Regions from separate parts of the Mus musculus genome. Here all the other regions are linked to region 1. Evidence: chromatin contacts called from public promoter capture Hi-C data. All regions are on one chromosome and are shown on one strand. Each heading gives the region's core, a stretch centred on a gene start, on an enhancer-like site or on the middle of the called end of the contact. The rest is flanking DNA. Distances are from core to core; before and after follow the strand shown.

Region 1 (2,553 bases), core at 31-2,530:
ATGATCAAGAGACACTGTGTGATATTCTCAAAAATATTTTAAAAAATTATGATGTGAGCAAAATCCTGTTGGGGGAGGGTGTTAGCACCCCCCCCCCTGTTACCTGGCTAGGTATGCCTGAGTCACTACAAAAGGGGCTGCTTGTCCCCTCTGAGTCCTCTTGCCTTCTGGCTCCTGCCCCCCTCTCTCCCCATTCCCTCCCCCCTCTCTCTCCACGTGCTCATGGCTGGCCTCTACTCCTCTAATCCGCTACTCTCTCTCTCTCTCTCTCTCTCTGCCTTTTTCTGTCTCTATTACCTTCTTAACTCCCCTCCCCATGCCCTGAATAAACTCTATTCTATACTATTACTATACCATGCCCTCAGGGGGAAGAGGTGCCTCAGCATGGGCCCGCAGAGGCACCACTCCCCCCCCCCCCCCACCTGACTACACCTCCACCAAAACATATCCCTTCTCCCTTTATCTTTTTATAAAACACAACAGAGGGGAAGAGGAACTGCCCACCAAAGAGCTTCAGTGATCAGCAGTACACTGGCTCGAGGGTGTGCATGGTGGGAAGTTGAACTGAGCTGTCTGACACTATACTATGCAGGCCTAGCTGGCCATGTCCTCAAACATGCCCCATGCAGAGTCCAGCCTCATCTGCAGCCTGGAGGCTTTACCTACCCAGAATTACTGCTTCCCACCTGCCTAAGGGAACTCCACTGTTAGATACTAGGAATATTAGAAAGGAGGCAGCCTGAGACTCGGGAACCCTGGTATCCTCCCTAACCCCACAGGCAGGGCAGAGAGCATTTGTTGGCACATATCACACAGTCCACCTGTTTCCATTGTATAGGCTCAAGTTAATGCCTAAACTTTTCACACACGTGTAAGTCTTACCATAACCATCAGGTTACTGCAGTCATGAGAGTGCTTTACCAGTCAGGAAACTGAGGCCAAGAGAAGGCAGGTTACCTGCTCATGCTTAGAATTCAAGCATTCAGAAATAGAGTTCAAACTTAGGGTGTTTGTAAAGCCCATGGTTCTCACTTTATCACTTTAACCCCTAGTAGGGGTGTGGGGCTTGAGTGCACACCCACATACATCAGCATACAGGTTAATTTAAGGGGCTTTCTTGTCTTCCCCAGAGCCTCCGAGCCTGGCCTGCATTGGCCATCTCTGCCGCCAGAGGGCGCTGCGATAAGTCGGTGCTCAACCTTGTAAGCGCCGGCGCCTCGGTTGCGCAAGCGTCCAAGCCGGAGAGCGGTGCCCCGCCCCCTACGCCCACGTGACCCGGAAGCGCTCTCCGGACGGTTCACGCTCCGCGTGTGGATCGCTTTGGGGGCTCCCGCGCACCCGCGCCGCTCGTTCCCGGCTCCGGTGCCGCGCTGTGCGGCCGCGCGCTTGGTCGGCGGCCATGTGTTCGCTAGCGGCGGGGAACGGTGGGTGCCCCCTCGCGTAGGGCGGCGGGGCGCGGGTGGGCGGGCGCGGGTCTCGGTGCTGACCGTGTGTGCTCTGCAGGCCGTGGCGCCGAGCTGGGGCCGGAGCCCCTGGAACTGTCGGACAGCGGAGACGACGCGGGCTGGGAGGACGAGGACGCGGACACTGAGCCCGCGCACGGCCGGCAGCACACACCCTGCCTGTTCTGTGACAGGTTCGTGCCGGTGTGGAAGGCGCGCCGCAGCGCCAGCGAGCACGTGGCGGGCCCGAGGCTCCGGCCCGCGCGGGACGGTTGATTGACAAGGGGCTGCTCACGTGGTCCGGGGGGGGCGGAGCCGGGGACCGCGCTCTGGGTTTGCCTCTGCAGCCCAGTCAACCCCACCCCTCACTCTAATTCCCCCCCCCCACCCCCCATACTAAGTCAGGCCTGGCATACCATCACTCTGGAGGCTGAGGCAGGAGAATGGTCAGGAATCCCAGGCCAGCCTTGAGTCACCAAGCTAGACCCTCTCGAAAACACACCCAGAAAAAATCTGAACTTCACACCTTAGTCCTAAATTAGGGATTCCATGAAGGCTGGGTGTTTTTCATTCTGTTCCTTGGATACCAGACTTTGAAAGCGCATAGACTGGAAGCGCGCTTCCATTTCTACCATCCTATAATAGGACGTTCTCTTCTCATGTAACATTCAACTGAGCCATTTAGACAGAACTAGCTCACTTCCATGATTGAGGGAGGAACTGATGCTCTTTGTACTTAGGGGAAAATGAGGCTGCAGAGCCACCAACTTGTTCAAGGTCACGAAGCTGCTGTTTATATTCCTAGGACACACCTTCTTTTCACTTAAAATCCTGCATCTTAGATGGAAGTGACTTGGCTGAAAAAGGGGTGATTGATGTTGACTAGCGCTGCTGGGTCCCGCCCCCTGTGTCGGTTCCTGGTGCTGACTGGTGGCATATTAGTGGTCCTAGGTGGCGCCTCATTGGAGAGGAGAATGACTGCACACTCGTATTTATTGTATTTATTGAGCATCTGTGGTGCAGTGCCCTGTGATAGGCTGCGAGGATGATCCAGATGACCTGTCTTGGCAGACATTGAGAGTTGCCTGTGTGCTAGGCATACAGAAGTGAA
Region 2 (2,553 bases), core at 29-2,528, 3.0 Mb before region 1:
AAACTTTAAAATGCTAGCTTCTTAGAAGATGGCAAATCAGTGAACATCTACCATCTTTTTAAAAGGTTGGCTTTCCCAAGGGTCACAATGCTAAAAATAATAATAATAATAATAATGATAAAGGCAAACGTGGAGGAGGAAGAGGAGGGCCCAAGAAATGGTTTATTGCTATGCTTGGTGATCCCAGGGGCCCAAGAACTCACAGAAAGATAGGAGAGAACCAATTACAAAAAGCTGAGGTGTCAACCGGGCAGTGGTGGAGCACACCTTTAATTCCAGCACTTGGGAGGCAGAGACAGGCAGATTTCTGAGTTCCAGGCCAGTCAAGTATATAGAGTGAGTCCCAGGACAGCCGGGGCTACACAGAGAAACCCTGTCTCGAGAAAACAAAACAAAACAAAACAAAAAAACAGAAACAAAACAAACAAACAAAAAAAACAGAAACAAAACAAACAAACAAAAAAACTGCGGTGCCATGCCACCTTCTCCCCCAATAATAAATGAAAGTAGAATTTATGTGAGATCGAAACATCTTTCTCACTTCCCAAGATTATTTTTATAATTCAAGAGTGGTAGACAGTGATTGCTGCTCACAAAGCCAAAGCAAACCATGGTGTATCTAATCCCACAAGGTGCGTGGAAGGAAAGGCTCGAAAGACGCAAAGTAACAACGATTGAAGAAATTATGCAAAGGGGAGTTAATAGACTTTATTTCCACAATAGGAACTTCCTTATCCAATAATGATCAGGAAACTCTACCTCAGAAAACTTAACGACTCGCTCATGCTTGCATGCATTCATTCATTCAACGTTCTAAGTGCCTACCGTGTTCTAGGCCCTGGAGGCGCTGCTGGAGATGAAGGATGCGCAGCAGACCAAGTCCCTGACCACAAGGAGCTCCCGTCAATCACAGCTAACTTTTATGACTTTAAACCGCAGCTGTCACTCTGGAGAAGTCCAGGAAGCAGGTTTTCCAAGCCAGGTTCACAGAACCTCAGGCTGACTAGCGGGCCGAGTTCCGCCCCCCCCAGAGACCAGCGATCGCTTTCACCGAGCAGGCTCCACAGACACTCAACACCCCTTGACAGCGGAACCTGAACCTCACACACCCTGTCACCCCGCCCCCTCCCTGGCAACGTCATCCAGGGGCGCCAGGGACCGGAGGAAAGCGCTGTTAACGGCACTTCCTCGTCACGTGACGATCACGCCCCTCCCCGCGCGTGCTCCCTCCCCCTCCAGCCGCGGGTCGCGATTCCGCTCCCTGCGGCCTGCAGTCTGGGAGCCGCCTCGGGCCGACGACGCACCACGGAGCCGGACCGGATGCTCTCTAGGGAGAAAGGCGAGCCAAGCCGAATCCCCGAAACTCTCCGCCGCTCGAGACCGGAGGAGGAGAAGCGAAACAGGCGGGAATCGGTGGGGGAGGGCGGGAGCTAGCGGAAGGTGTCATGGCGGCCGCGGTGGTGGTCACGTGCTCCGGAGGCCCGCCCCGGCGTTTCCGGTCACGTGCCCTCAGCGCCCTCGCAGCCAGCGATGGAGGCGAGACCCCCCGGCAACAGAGGCGGTGGCGACGGCTGCGGCCGCAGGGGTTCAGCCTCCTCCGTGCAGCGGCTGTGAGAAGCGCGGCGGAGGCAGATCCGACGGGACGCGCTTCCCGCGCCCCAGACCAGAGACCGTAGCTCCCACCTGGTAAGTTGAGACCGAAGAATGGGGTTGGGCGGGCGTGGAGGGTCTGACAGGCCCCGGGGGCGCGGGGCCAGGCGGATCGAGCCCTTCGCTGTAGTCGTCTCCACGACACTACAGGCTGGCTGTGTGGTTTGCCTTTCTTCTCCCGGAATGGGAAGGAGGTGCCCTGACCCTTAATCTACTGCCCGAAGGCATTAGGTTCTTCCGCTGGGAGGGACTGGAAGGATCAGACTCACCTGAGAACGAAGGAAGTGAGGCTTCTCCGAGACACCGAGGCCCTTCCCGTTAGGGAGCCTGCCCGGGAGAGGCTTTCTTTTCCTGTTAAAGAAGTCCTCTAACCTTGGTGTCCTCGTGCCTTCTTGCTTCCACCTGTCATCCTGCTCTTCAAACTGTTATTAAAACTTGAGCCACGCACCCAGTTCTAGCTATGACCAGTTTGACAGTCATGTAGTGTAAAGTGAACCATCAATACATGGAAGTATGTGATTATTTTTATAAATTCTCCAGTGTTCTTAGAAACTAAATTCATGTGAAGTTGACCTCACATGTCTATTTTACCATCTGCAAAACAAGGGTGGGGAAAAGATGTTAAAACGTATGCCCAGGGCTACAGTGAAATGGCTCAACTGGTAAAGGTGCTTGCTGCCAAACCTGAGTTCCATCTCTGGGACCCACGTGGTGGAGGGAGAACCGATCTCCGGAAGTTGTGTCCTCAACGTATACACAGTTTAATTTGGGATTTTTGTTTGCTTGTTTTTGTTCTTCGTTGTTGGCTTTTGTTTGGTTGGTTTGGCTTTCTGTCTTTTGATGTTGTCCATTTAAAGACACCAGTTTAAAATATGGTAAAACAGGTTTCTGAGTTAGGAATGC
Region 3 (2,553 bases), core at 29-2,528, 2.7 Mb before region 1:
GGGCTGTCCCTCTCTGAGGGGATGTCAGGTCGGTAGTTTAGGGACCAGGATGGCTGGGGAAGGCCTGGAGGGGGAAATGAAGAGAATGACCTCAGGAAGAGCTCACTGGAGAGTTCAGTATGTGTCTCTCCCTGGCCAGCACGAGGTTGGGGTCTAGTATACAGCCCTGTATCCCCATCTCAGGAGTGGCCAGCGTTCTTTGCCTTTCCAACCGCTGAAAGCTTTGTGTATATTACAGACCACATTCCTACCCTTTTGGATGTATTTGGAAACCTGCATCCCCATGTAGCCTGCTAGATAGACTTGTACTTCCCGAAACCAGGTACCTTTCCCCTTCTTCATCCTACACAACGTGTCTGGATTGAGCAGAGCCTTAGAGGTCACCCATGCATTTTACAGTTGAGGAAATCTAGGCTACAGAGGCAAAGGCTATGGAAGTGGCAAACACAGCCGCATTGCAGTCCATTTGACTCCTTGCCAATCCACCAAATTCTGAACACATACTTCTAAACATGCTTCAAACCACTAGTATTATAACCATTTTATTGTTTTTCTGGCAGCCAGTTTACACGCCTTTGGGTCTTTTGGTCACCGTTGCTGCAGCTGTGAGGGGTGTATGTTCAAGGCAACCTAGTGCCTGTAATTTGTTTACTCATTGCTGTTATGGGGTCCACATACAGGCTGCTGCTTGCTTTCATCGTGTCTTTCATGGTACGGTGAAGGATGATGGTCAACCCACAGCTCCCTTTCTGTAGCTTTATTTGTTTAGTGTACAAGTGTCCACGCGTGCTTAATGCTACTACGAGTCTATATAGTATATTGTGTGCCTGGATACATATCTCTTACCATGCTGAACGTTGAGTGTCTGTTGATCCTCTGTGTCCATTGGGACACATTGGGACATTGTCAAAGACATGTCTTAAAGGAATTGCATCCGCCTAGATGGTATGTTTAAAGGTTGACGAGAATCTGCCTTTGCTTTTTGTTCCGGTGTTAAGAGAAGATGCATCTCGCTGTGCTCCGGGTCAGTGGTGTGCCTGTCTCTTAGCCAGGCTGGCTATCCAACCTTGGGGGTCGCCGTCACGTTCCGGGATGCCCTGGCACGCCTCCCTAAGAGGCGTGGCCTGAAGGCCACGCCCACGCCCGGGGGTGGGAGGATCTCCTTTTCAACGCAGAAACAGAGGGAGCCCGGCCGGCGCCGCCAGCAGGGCTCCGCCCATACGAGGCTTCGGCCCGTTCATTGGCTGGGTCTGTGGTGACGTCGTCGGGTTCACAGACAGTACTCTGAGCGCCCAGCGCGCGGGAGGTATTGTGCTTCACCCCAGCTTTGTTCGGTCGTCTGCTCACCTGGCTCTGGGTGCGTCCTGGTGGTGCAACCCGGAGCGGGTGCCAGCAGCCGCAGCCGCAGCCGCCGCCGCCATGGTGTCTCCGGTCACTGTGGTGAGTGCGCGAGCGCGCGAGCCCGCGGCCAAGCCCCCCGGGCCTGGGACGAGGCAGCGGCAAGCCGGGCCGCCGAGGGGGGCGGAGGAAGGTGCTGTCCCCTCCGGGGAAGCGGCTGCTGTCACGGTTTTTAGCTCCTCACTCTTGTAGCGTCCCTCCTACGCGCGCCCCTCGTCTGCCCGCGGGAGGGAGGAAAACATTGTGCACGTGACTCGGAAGCGTGACTGTTGATCCATGAGTGTCTGGAGCGGGTCTGCAGGTCTTGGCCTGGAACTGGATGCTGCAGGCCCTAGGGTTCTGTGTGGTGGACCCTCAGGGAAGCATTCGAGAGGGTGCAGGGGGGTGCCGACTTCCTGGGAATGCCCCAAGTTTCTCTTAATATTGTAGGTGCAGGAGGTGACGCCTCTGTCTTAGTAACGCTGTTCAGGCGATAGGTGAAGGTGGACCTCTCTCTGTTGACCTGACCTCCTTTCCAGACTTTCTCAACTCCAGCCTTTGAGTTGTCTCTTCACACTTCTAAGGCTGGCTTCTCTGACTGTCATGATTTCACCACTTACTGCCAGTTTCTTCTAGGAAATATGGGTCTGGGGAGTAGGGGGAGGGGGAGCAAAGGTGATGTTTCTGAAGGCTGACAGGTGGAGCTGGGCATGCAAAGGTGATGTTTCTGAAGGCTGACAGGTGGAGCTGGGCATCCCTCCCCCCCCCCCCCCCCCCCGTTTCCTCCCTTTGGCCTTGCCCTCACTCTGACTATCCCTGATAAGGGAGTTTCCATGGGAAGGGAGTGTCAACTCTGCTCCCATCTCTAACCTCTGGAAAAACAAGAGCAGGCTTGTACTCTGGACCCACTATATGTCTCTTCTCTACCCTTTCCTAGTTGCATCAGGTACCTGGTTGCCAGGGGATCTAAGTGTCTTGTCCCTTCAGAGTCCTGTGTGGAGTGGCTTGCTCACACACAGTCAGAGCACTTTTGTTGGAGTATGGGTCTATAGGGAACCTCAACTGCTCCAATTCATGCTCAGAAACCCTGAACTTGCAGGCCAGGGGAAGGAGCTTCGGGAGACCACAGAACATCTGCAGAATCTCCTCCCCCTGCTCAGACTCTGCCTGCAGTGG
Region 4 (2,553 bases), core at 33-2,532, 2.2 Mb after region 1:
TGCACACATTCGTCCATCACAATGATTGCTGCCAATTTTTCTAAGAACACAGCAACGAAATGCAGACATCCATGCATACAAAGCTTGAGTTTTGATTAGTGTGTGGAAACAAATGTAAGCAAATACACAAACATGCATCTGATGGGAGTAATTACCCAGGAAGAGATATAATAACCATGGTAGATAAGGAATAGGAGGGAGGTTTCTAGAGCATGTTTATTTAGGTGGTCAGAGAAATTGTAGGTGTTAAGTGAAATACACCGGTGGGCCCTATGGCTAAGGGCAGAGAATGGGAGGAGAGATGCCTTAACAAATGCTAGCAGAATAATATTTTTTCTCATGAGCTAAACAAAATTAATAGCATTTTAAAACAATAGCAGTCATAAAGGCAAGTTGAACTTCCTCACATCTACTAAACAGTCACTTTAGTGTCTATAACCTAGTGGCTAAGATATTATTAATATACTTCCCTAAATCTCTCATTTCTTCAACTAATCTTTGGCTACCCTGAGAACCGATGTTGAGACCAAGTTAGATTGTCATATTATCAAGTACGGGTAAAGGATATTAAAGTAAGTATACTCTTACTGCATAAGGCCTGCTTGGATTCGAATATCAAAAAAAATAAAATGCCTGTCTTCACATAAAATTATCCCAAACACAGCACTACTAGGAATCTACACGTAAACGTATTGCTTGTTTATGTGGGATTTAAACCTGGGCTTCAAACCGGCTGTTAAAACTGAGCAAAGGGAAGGCGCGGGTTAATTATCCTCTAAATGGCGAGAGGAGCGGCGCGTCCCGGACCTTCTAGGTACAGCTGGTACAGACAAGAGAAGAGACACATGTCTGGAGCAGCCACTGAAAACAGCAGCTCCAACCTATGCCATCCGAGGAGGGTCCTTAGGGGAGGGTCAGGAGGCCCAGCAGGTGCACCTTCCCTCCGACTGCACTGCAACGGCCGCCGCGTGCAAGACTTGCACGGGGAGGCCGTCTACTCACCGGGCTCGGGGATGGTGGTGCGGACTCCGCGGGACAAGGGAAGCACAGCCCCATGGGGACGCAGGCACCCAGGGCCGGGAACCCGAATCCTCGCTGGGGGCTGCAGCAGGCCCCGCCCAGGAGCAAACCCCGCCCCCACCTGACCTGCTGCAAAGCTCCGCCCCGCGCCAGGACCTGCCCCGCAGTAAGACCCACCCCATCTGAGGCGCAAGCGCCCCTCCCCCTCCTCCTCGCCCCCCCTCCCCCGCGAACACCACCACAAGCTCCGCCCAATTTCAAGCCCCACCCCTGTCCTGCCCTTGGCAGACCCCACCCTACCCGCCCTAGCAACAAGCCTTGTCCCTCCAGGCCTGCGGCAAGCCCCGCCCCCAGGGCGAACCTGCTTCGCCCGACCCGGCGGCAATCCTCTTTCATCCGGTCCAACATCAAGTCCCGCCTCCTCCACAAATCCCACCCAATAGGGTTTAACAGCAACCCAACCAAGGGGTTTCTCTCTTGAACCTTGAAGCCTCCCTATGGCAACGCCCCACCCATCTGCGGCAAGCCCCGCCCCTTCAGTAGTGCTACACCTGATCCACCCTTTAGCTGTCAGCCAGCTCCTCCAAATGAAACGCCCCACTCCCACCCCGTTTTCACACACAACCCCACCCTCCCACTCCCATCAAGACTCAAAATTCCACTCTCATTGCCCCGCTGATTAAGCACTTTCTGCGGCTGTGCGGAGCCCTGGCCATTCTAGGAGCTCTGCGCAAGCGTACTGGGCATGGGTAGGCACCTGTTGAATCCGCGCTAGGGAAAGAAGGAATTCTGGCCCTTGACACTCAGAAACCAGCATTTCAAGGGTGCTGTCTGCTACCTTGTTGGTATTTTAGTGAGGTCAGTACTGTGTCTCTGAGATGGCAGGATGGGAAAACTGCCACATAATCCCGTCTCAGAGGTAGCTCCTTGCTATCCACGTTTTCCGCTTAGGGACAACGAAAAAGTGCACCCAGAAAAACTTGAGTGAAGTGCGGCTCAGATTTTAATGACAGTAAGACTATTGTTTTCTCTTTCCTTCCTCTTCCTTCTTTCTCTCCGGTTCTATATCTCTTGTCACTTCGTGGATGGCCACTCACTCATACTACATTCAAGTGGACAAATCCTTCCATTTCCTTTTGATAAGCACACAGAAACTATTATTTGAAGTTGCTGTGCTTCAAAATAGTACATATGTATTTCATATTTCTATATTTCTATTTCTTATAAACGTGTGAAAATTTACCCCCAATTATCCACTCGGAATTTTGAGTTTTTTTCATTTTCAAGAAATTTCACATTTGTTAGTGTCATGTTTTGATAATTACAAAACACAATTAACAGAAAGTCATCTTAGGTGTAAGATTACTGATTTCTTTTTTCCTTTAGCTTGACCAAACTCCGATTTCTTTCTGATTGCCTCCCTATTCTTAAAGTTTTTACATTAGAAATCTTTCAATTTTAAATATTCCTCTGCCTTTTAAGATGTTCTTCTCCTGGCCTCTTAGCACTTTTATAACCCAGAACCTTATCAAG

What was found. Promoter capture Hi-C pulls out the DNA fragments that hold promoters and counts their contacts.
Region 2: a contact with region 1 is called in a promoter capture Hi-C map of liver, with 3 times the contacts expected there. The contact joins the promoter of Hps5 here to the promoter of Prmt3 in region 1. A contact is called at or near these places in 2 of 39 promoter capture datasets (embryonic stem cells and liver) and 1 of 115 datasets of contacts at active chromatin or transcription factors (embryonic stem cells).
Region 3: a promoter capture Hi-C map of liver shows a contact between it and region 1, with 2.8 times the contacts expected there. The contact joins the promoter of Tmem86a here to the promoter of Prmt3 in region 1. A contact is called at or near these places in 2 of 39 promoter capture datasets (liver and pre-B cells) and 1 of 9 other capture datasets (liver).
Region 4: a promoter capture Hi-C map of hippocampal neurons shows a contact between it and region 1, with 4 times the contacts expected there. The contact joins the promoter of Svip here to the promoter of Prmt3 in region 1. A contact is called at or near these places in 5 of 39 promoter capture datasets (cranial neural crest, hippocampal neurons, liver and 2 more), 1 of 484 Hi-C or Micro-C datasets (muscle stem cells) and 1 of 115 datasets of contacts at active chromatin or transcription factors (astrocytes).

Annotation. Positions count from the first base shown.
Region 1 is chr7:49,777,078-49,779,630 of GRCm38.p6, forward strand. Prmt3 (protein arginine N-methyltransferase 3) reads left to right here and starts at 1,281. Exons shown (of 16, transcript NM_133740.2): 1 at 1,281-1,424; 2 at 1,504-1,636. The coding sequence starts at 1,400.
Region 2 is chr7:46,794,603-46,797,155 of GRCm38.p6, forward strand. It overlaps Hps5 (HPS5, biogenesis of lysosomal organelles complex 2 subunit 2), which reads right to left and starts at 1,279. Exons shown (of 23, transcript NM_001005247.2): 1 at 826-1,279. It overlaps Gtf2h1 (general transcription factor II H, polypeptide 1), which reads left to right and starts at 1,492. Exons shown (of 15, transcript NM_008186.4): 1 at 1,492-1,686.
Region 3 is chr7:47,049,362-47,051,914 of GRCm38.p6, forward strand. It overlaps Tmem86a (transmembrane protein 86A), which reads left to right and starts at 1,279. Exons shown (of 3, transcript NM_026436.3): 1 at 1,279-1,440. The coding sequence starts at 1,420.
Region 4 is chr7:52,004,736-52,007,288 of GRCm38.p6, forward strand. It overlaps Svip (small VCP/p97-interacting protein), which reads right to left and starts at 1,283. Exons shown (of 4, transcript NM_001160345.1): 1 at 1,003-1,283. The coding sequence starts at 1,056.